2 separate regions of the Hordeum vulgare genome follow, and region 1 is linked to region 2. The links are chromatin contacts, called in public Hi-C maps. All regions are on one chromosome and are shown on one strand. The core of a region is the stretch at or near the end of the contact, and the rest is flanking DNA. Distances in the headings are between cores, read along the strand shown.

Region 1 (3,814 bases), core at 1,308-3,807, 260 kb before region 2:
CATTCTTCTCCTAATGGTTCTTTCTCAATTAGACAAATTGACTTTGAATGAGATCTTATTGAAAGAATTAGACACAATTATGAATACTGTGAGGTCATCAAAGGTAAATAGTGAGGTATAAAACTTGAATATAATTGTGTTAAGTCTTTTGTAGGAACACATATTTTCATGAGTTTAGTGTAAATATGGACTCAAATCTAAAATAGTAGTTAATTTCTGTAAATCTTTTGCTACTCATGTTGATCTTTCTGAATAAAAATGGTTTAAATATCATGAACCCATTAAAGATATTTATGAAGAACCTATTGCTAAAAGTGAAATACAAGCTTATTCTCGTAATCCTATTGTACCCACTCCTTATATTGAAAAGCCTCATTTCCCTATTAGATTTGAGGAGCACTCTAAGATTACAACAATGGTTTGTAAGAGTTATGATAAAGCACCTAAACATTCTGAACAAATAAAAGTAAAGCATTTTATTGCCATGGTTAAAGATCTGTTGGTTGAAAATATTGATAGACATGTTGTTTATTTTTGTGAAGATGCTGCTAGAAGTACTAAGTCTGTGAGAAATGAACATGCCAAGTTAGACAAAAACAAAATAGTTGTTGGCATGCTTGTTGTTTTATTAAGATTGAGGATCATTATTATCATGATTTATGTGATACTGATGCTATAAGTGTTATTCTTTTCTATCTCTCTATCACAAATGTCATGCGTGATATAACACCTATTAAGATAGAAGAGATTGATATCACTATTAAACTTTCAGATAGAGATACTATTTCACCGTTTGGAATTGTGGGAGATGTTGAAGTCTTGTGTGGTAAGTCAAATATCATACTGGTTTCTTAGTACTTGGATCTAAACAAGATATTTTTTGTTTAATAATATTTAATAGACCCTTCTTAAATACTGCATCACCAACATTGCAATGGCTTGTAACTATCTGGTTGAGGGAGCATGTTGATTGGGGGGCGCAAGTTGATGGCGTGTCCGATCTCCACAACTTATTAGTTGGTCAATGTAGAAAGTTCACACATTATTTATGACTACTTCTTATCAATCTTTTAGAGTACATATGTTAAAAAACAATCTAACAACTATGGATGCCGGATATCAAAGGCGTGCAAAACACGGAAGAAATAAAGTGAATTATTCCAAAACAAATGAGGAAGGAAAGAAGGCAAGTTAAAATAACGTGACATGGATTTTTGTTGTGTGACATACGGTAAGTTTTCATTAATGAAGTTGCATAGAAATCATCAAAGTAAATCGCGACACATAGCCTAAATGGGACACATGCACATGTGCATGGCCAATCGCATAGTGCGAGGATAGTCGAGCAAACGTGCAACCCGCACGCACTATTGGGCGGGCCAACTCAGTGCTTTTGTGTTGTTTCTTATTTAGGTTTTAGGAATGTTTCACAAGGTTCCATTTTATAGTTTATGTTTCTTCCTAGCTAGTTTTTTTTCTTTGTTTTTGTTTTTCTAATCTGAGGTCGGTTTTTGAAATCTAATATTCAAATCCGCGAATAGTTATTGAGATCCAAGAATATTTCTAAAATTTGTGAAAATTTGTTGAAAGTAGTTAATATTTACTAGAATCCATAAATATTTTTAAAATTCATGAATATTTTGGAAGTTTAATATTATTTTTTAAGTCTTTAATTTTCAAAATTACTGAACATTTTCTAAATTCAGGAGTATTTTTAAAACTCATGATTTTTTCTAATTTCATGGATATTTTAATTCTGAAATATTTTATAATATTTGCGTATAATTCTAAAATTAGTGATTTTTTACAATCCTGAACCGGTTTTGAAATTTGTGATAAATTCATAAAAAGAAAAAAAATCCTGAACAATACTTTAATATGCGGGAACATTTTCTAAGTAGCGATTATGTTTTGTACAATATTTCTCTGAAATAAAACAAACAACCCGAATTCTGTGCGAAAAAAACTCGAATCTGTTAATTGGGCCGGGCCATTACGCGCTGCCCCTGCGCGTTTGGTGGACTCTACCCCCGATATGGGAGGTCCCCACTCCCCATGCTTGAGCTGCAGCCTCCTCGTAAACTGGACACATGCGTGGCGACGAGCTGTCCGTTTTCCCGGCCCGGACGGCGTGCGGCACGCATGGATTCACGGGTGCCAGGGGCGGCCGGCGTGGTCGACCTCGACCGCCGCACACGTGTGAACCATTCAGGCTCTTCGCCGCCGGCACCGCTGCCAGACACGGCGAGGAATCTTCAGGGAAGGAGATAAAGGCAAGGGAATCACCAAAGCCCGAAACCGCGTAGACGCGACCGCGGGCATCGGGCAACCTCCACCTTGCAACACATCACATCAGATCAGATCGCGGGATGCCTCCCGCCCATGGCAAGGAAAAAGGCTTCCCTCGGTTTCACGCCGCCGGCCGTGTCGTGCGCTCCCGGACGCCGCCGGAACCCATGGCCATGGATAACACCGGCAGTACCAGTACTCCACCACTGGTGATATCGGGTCGAGTCATGCGTGGTTCGTATCGCGGTCGCTTCCATCGCAGGCTCGTCATCCCGTTGGTTAAGAGAATGATATCTTTTTGGTCGAGCCGAAAGGTCGTGGATAGAGCCCACTATACAAATCCAACCGGGAGGAATAATCCACCATGCACACATGAGCACATGACACATGCAACACGGCCACACGGGGGAATCGGAAATGATGCGTGGGCTTAGAAAAATAATAACATGTCAGTCAAACGCAAAGGAAGAACAAAACGCTTGTATCTGCAATGATATCAGTGCGTTCTGATGCTTGTATGGGTTCCACTTGTTGATCAACTGGACAATAAACAAAGACAGCAAACATCTTCGTAGACCGCACAGGGTCCCGGGCCGTACCCTACCGTCCAGTGCAACGTGTAGTTGGGGTCATGTCACTCGTCACACTGACCACAACTTATAACGAACATCACTCTCTGCCGCCTCAATACATATCGTCAAATTCTCTCGGTTTCAGGCTTCTCGGTCTTATGGTCGATGCTTGCTTATACAAGTTACGTACCGAAAAAGGCAAGAGTTACTTTGAAATAAACATCTCAATTTCAAAACATTATCTCAAGTAAGTGTCGGTACAGCCGTATGAGACATCATGACATAATTTATAGGGCTTGATGATGGTTAACTGCGCATGACCATGACATAGGGATGCTGAGATATAGCGCTTATTGTCGAAATCACTAGTTAAAGGGCTTTCTTTATAAAGGTCACTATTTTTTCAGGTCACGACAAGTATCACACTGTATATATGTCACTTATCACAATTTAGGAGTTCTTTATTTTTCGTAAATACGTTTATTTAATTTTTTTTATTTCTCAAGCCGTACGTTCAAATCTTGAATAGTCTTCATCGTTAGATTCCTCACAACGAGATCTTGAAAACTATATCCCTCGTTTATAGTTTTCAAGGAACTTTTTTTTCACGAAAAAACCCCGAACCGGGAAAATGTTTTTCTTGTAAACCGACCGTGTCCCTCGCGAAAGCAAATCTATGCCTCCACAAAAAGTAAATCCATGACCCTCGTGATAAAAAATCATGTTTTTTCTTTTTGCACAAGCATAGCTCTCCCGTAAGCAAATTCGTGCCTCCGTAGAAGTAAATTTGTGTCTCTCGCGACAGAAGCAAATATGTGCCTTTGTGCGAAGCAAAGTCGTGGCTCTTGTGGAGAAAAAAAAGAAGACAAGACGTGTTTTTCACTTTTGCGAGATGCACGACCGTGCATCTCGTGGAAGCAAATATGTGCCTTCATAAAAAAAATCTATGCCTC
Region 2 (3,786 bases), core at 720-3,219:
AAAAGAGAAAAAAATACAGTAAAAAGAATGTCATTTTTAACAAAAATGTGAATGTGAACTACATCTTTATGGTACTTCCTCCGTCACAGTTTAGAAGGCATGCACGTGTATCTAGATCGTCAATTTGACTTATATAAAATATATTGTTTAACATAAAAATTATATCATTAGAAAATAAAACATCTAAAGTTTCTAATGATATACTTTTGGATATATATGTCGCTCATTAAGTTGGTCAATTTGACGACCTAGGTACATGTGCCGGATTTGTAAACTGAGACGGAGGGAGTACATGTGACCAACACATATATTTTCAATACAAAATCTAATATAAAAAATAACTTAAGAGTAACATGCATGAATTAGTGATGTGGTGCTTGCATGCATAAAGTAATAAAAAACAATGTAATTTATGACTTACATGCATGAGTTGCTCATGTGGCATACTTGCATGCCTAAAAAAATAGCTAATGGATTATAGCTATTTAAAAATAGAAGATATGCTTCATGTCATACTCACATGGCTCCACCTCACCCTAATAATATTTGGAGTCTGAGACCACTTGTCAACGGCACAAGGTGTGACATTTGTGTCAAGGTAGAAGTGTGGTACTAGTATTTTGTCAAAAAAATCAATAATATACTACTCCGACAGCCCGGGTACCACATGTGTTAAGAGTACTCCACTACCTACCTTGCTTTTCCTAGTAATACTCGTATGAGTGAAGATTGTGCATATCAGTTTTGGTCAGTGCATGCATGCTATCCACATTCTGGAGGCGTACACTCCACCGAAGAAGGGACGTAGAGGCTCAGACATGGACCAATTTAATGGAACGCCTTCACAGTGATGAGACAGCATCGCAACACATGAGAAAAGAAAAAGATACGGAGCACTCATCTCATACTACTAGCACTCTTTATCATGTTAGCATCATGCTGCAGCTAGCTTGGGCGTGGTGCACACGGACCCACCATGCGATCTTGGAGTTAAAAAGGAAGGAAAAGGTGGGTCGACGCCAAAGGACCGGTTGTGAAAAGCGAGAAAGGCGGGGCGTGGATGATAATTTCCCGGGGACAGACATGAGAAATGATGCCACTGAAAGAAGAGATGATGGGAAGGACCTCCCGGCCTTTTCATATCCGTGTAGACGCGGAATATCTTAGTACGTGCTGGTCATGTGGCGGAAAAGCTAAGATAAGCATCCGTAAATCTTCTTGGACGGAACGGAACGGAATGGTGGAGAATAAATCCTCAAAACCACGAGCTCGCTTCGCCTGTTTCGAAATTTTCAATTCGTGTTCAACGCCGACATAGCATACATAGATAGATAGATGTGGTGAGACGAAGGAGACACGGTGAAAAGTGGAAGGAAGGCGACAGAGGCGTGTTGGAAGCGAGCAGGCCGGTAGTCATCGGCCCGCTGTTTAGCGAGTATCAACTGGCACCTTGATGGCACAGAGCGAAAACATCCATCCATTGGGGAAAAAAACACCTCGACGAAGGAAGCATCGTCCGATCCCATCCAGCAGCACGTGACGATCTCTGTTCTCTCCTTGCGAGACGACGGCGACAGTGGCCGACGACAAGTACGCCGTCGTCGTCATCCCGGCGCATCACACACAGACACATAGCACAATTATCGATCCCGAGCAAGCAAGCAAGCAAATACCTAGCGCGGGAGGCTCGTGGAGTCCCACGGTCCAACCTCCATCCAGTCCGCAGTCCAGGCGCGGAGCGCGTCAAGAATTGGACGCACGACGCACGAGTGCGTGCAGCAGTGGTGGTGGCAGGTTGGTCTCGTGGGGGGCACCGCAGGGAGATATTTCATCCATCCATCCATCCCCGAGCCCGGTGCGCGCCACGCACGCACCCGCGGTCTGAACGCCCCGCCCCCGCCCCCGCCCGCGCGTCACGCCTCACGACGGCACAAAACCGCGGACGACGCGTCCCGCGGGTAGAAATAGCAACGGCCACCCGGAGGATCCACTAGCTCTGCTGCCCAGCCCCCCCTACAGGAAACAGCATCGCACTCCCCCCACCACAACCTCAGAGGCCACCAACACACACACGCACCTCTTCCCCTCTCCCTTCGCGATCTCTCTTCTCGCCGTCGCCGCACGAATCCTCCTCGCCTCGACTCCAGCTCAAGGGTCCGACGTACGTACGGCGAGCCACCGGCCGGAGCTACTGCGCAGAGGTACTTCCTTCCTTCCTCCTCCTGCTCCTCCCGTCTTGCCCGCCTGCCTTCCCCGTAGCTGCTAGTAGTAGTATGAGCATCATGAGCGCTTGAAGAAATGAAGATGGATGTTACGCCATGACCTCCCCTTTGCTCGTTCCGGGTCACGTCTAGCTTGGGGGCTCTTGATGTTTGGTTTGGTGGCGACCAGTGGTTTTCCCGTGAATCGATGCCCAGTTTGTTAATTTTCTCGTGAGATTGGCAGCCGCGCAAGCGAGAACGAAGCTGCTTTCCTAGTTTCTCTTTGGTAGTAGTACTGTACTTGCTTTCTCTGCGTACGAGTACGAGTATTTTGCAAGCCTGGTCGGCCGTACCTCCGTACGGCCTCAGTAGTCGGTACTAGGCCATGACCATGCTTGCGAGCTATACTAGTACTAGTACCTAGGGAGAATTTGCTGAGACCGCGTCAAACGGTTGGTGGTAGATTAGACATCTCGATTTGTGCAGGCCAGAACAAGCAGATCCAGGGGCTTTGGACCATTGACTTGTGCGATCTATATTTATTTCAGTGGATGTTAGTTAATTAATCAATGCTGTCTGTGCCGGGAAGGGAAGGGAGTAGTAGTTGGTTGGGTCAAACTGCCCGTGCAGCTGGTTTGGTGTAGGAAAATTATTATGATGATGAGGCGGGGATTACTTTACGACCCGTTGTAGTCGTCTACAGGCCTCTCTTTTGTTTGCGCGCGCTCAGGTCATACTCCTACTTTTAGTACGGCTGTTTCTTTGCTGGGACTGGGATGCTTGGCCATGTAATCGTGACGATCTTCTTCGGTCAGCACTACTACACCATGCTCCTACCTTCCCTTGCTTGTTATCTGTAGGGTGCCTGCTATGCTAGTGGTTGGTTCTCTACCACTCAAAGTCTTTTCTTCAGACTAACTTGATCTGTTTATCTCTGTGTTACTTTCAGTGTAATCTTGGCTACCAGTTTTACCTTTGGAGTTAGTAACTCGGTGTGCTTTTCTTCTGACAGTCTTTCTTACTCTCTTGTTTCAGATTTTCGTTCCATCTGGATTTCTGGGCTAGAAGAAAGATCCATGCAGTGATTAGCGTGTCAAGAATCTCTACTGAACAAGTATGGCCGATACTCCGACTTCCCGGATGATCCACCCCTTCAGCAACATGCAGAGGCAGAACCCGAAGCAGTTCCAGTTCCAGTACCCGGACAACCCACAGCATCCCTGCCACCCTTACCAGCCATCTCCAGACACCCACGTCGTGCCACAGCATCACTACAGCCTCAAGTCTCACTCGTCAGATGCTAGCTACGAGAACCATGTTGCTCAGATGAAGCACACTCTGGTGGACTCCTCGGCCGCGGCCGGCTGCATGAGGCACGACTCGCCCTCCAGCCATAGCTTCACTCCTCCGTCCATCAGGAGCGGCAGTGGCAGCCCTTCGTCTCACGACGACAGCCACTCCGACTCCACGGACGGGTCTCCTGTCAGTGCTTCATGCGTCACTGTGACGACCGAGGATCCTAACGATCTGAAGCAGAAGCTCAAGGACCTCGAGGCTGAGATGCTTGGGCCAGACGCCGCTGAGA

Evidence for each region. Hi-C and Micro-C count contacts between places; a contact is called where the count stands out from the background.
Region 1: a contact with region 2 is called in a Hi-C map of seedling, with 4 times the contacts expected there. The contact joins the enhancer-like site here to the promoter of LOC123425543 in region 2. A contact is called at or near these places in 2 of 6 Hi-C or Micro-C datasets (leaf and seedling).

Annotation. Positions count from the first base shown.
Region 1 is chr2H:135,938,449-135,942,262 of MorexV3_pseudomolecules_assembly, reverse strand. No RefSeq gene overlaps it. Among protein-coding and RNA genes, the nearest start is that of LOC123425544, 130 kb to the left of the region's middle. Within about 2 kb of position 2,557, at least 3 of the 3 cell types and tissues checked have open chromatin away from gene starts, as enhancers often do. A contact at or near this core is called in leaf and seedling, where this site is marked.
Region 2 is chr2H:135,675,327-135,679,112 of MorexV3_pseudomolecules_assembly, reverse strand. LOC123425543 (chitin-inducible gibberellin-responsive protein 2-like) reads left to right here and starts at 1,969. Exons shown (of 2, transcript XM_045109234.1): 1 at 1,969-2,201; 2 at 3,237-3,786. The coding sequence starts at 3,318.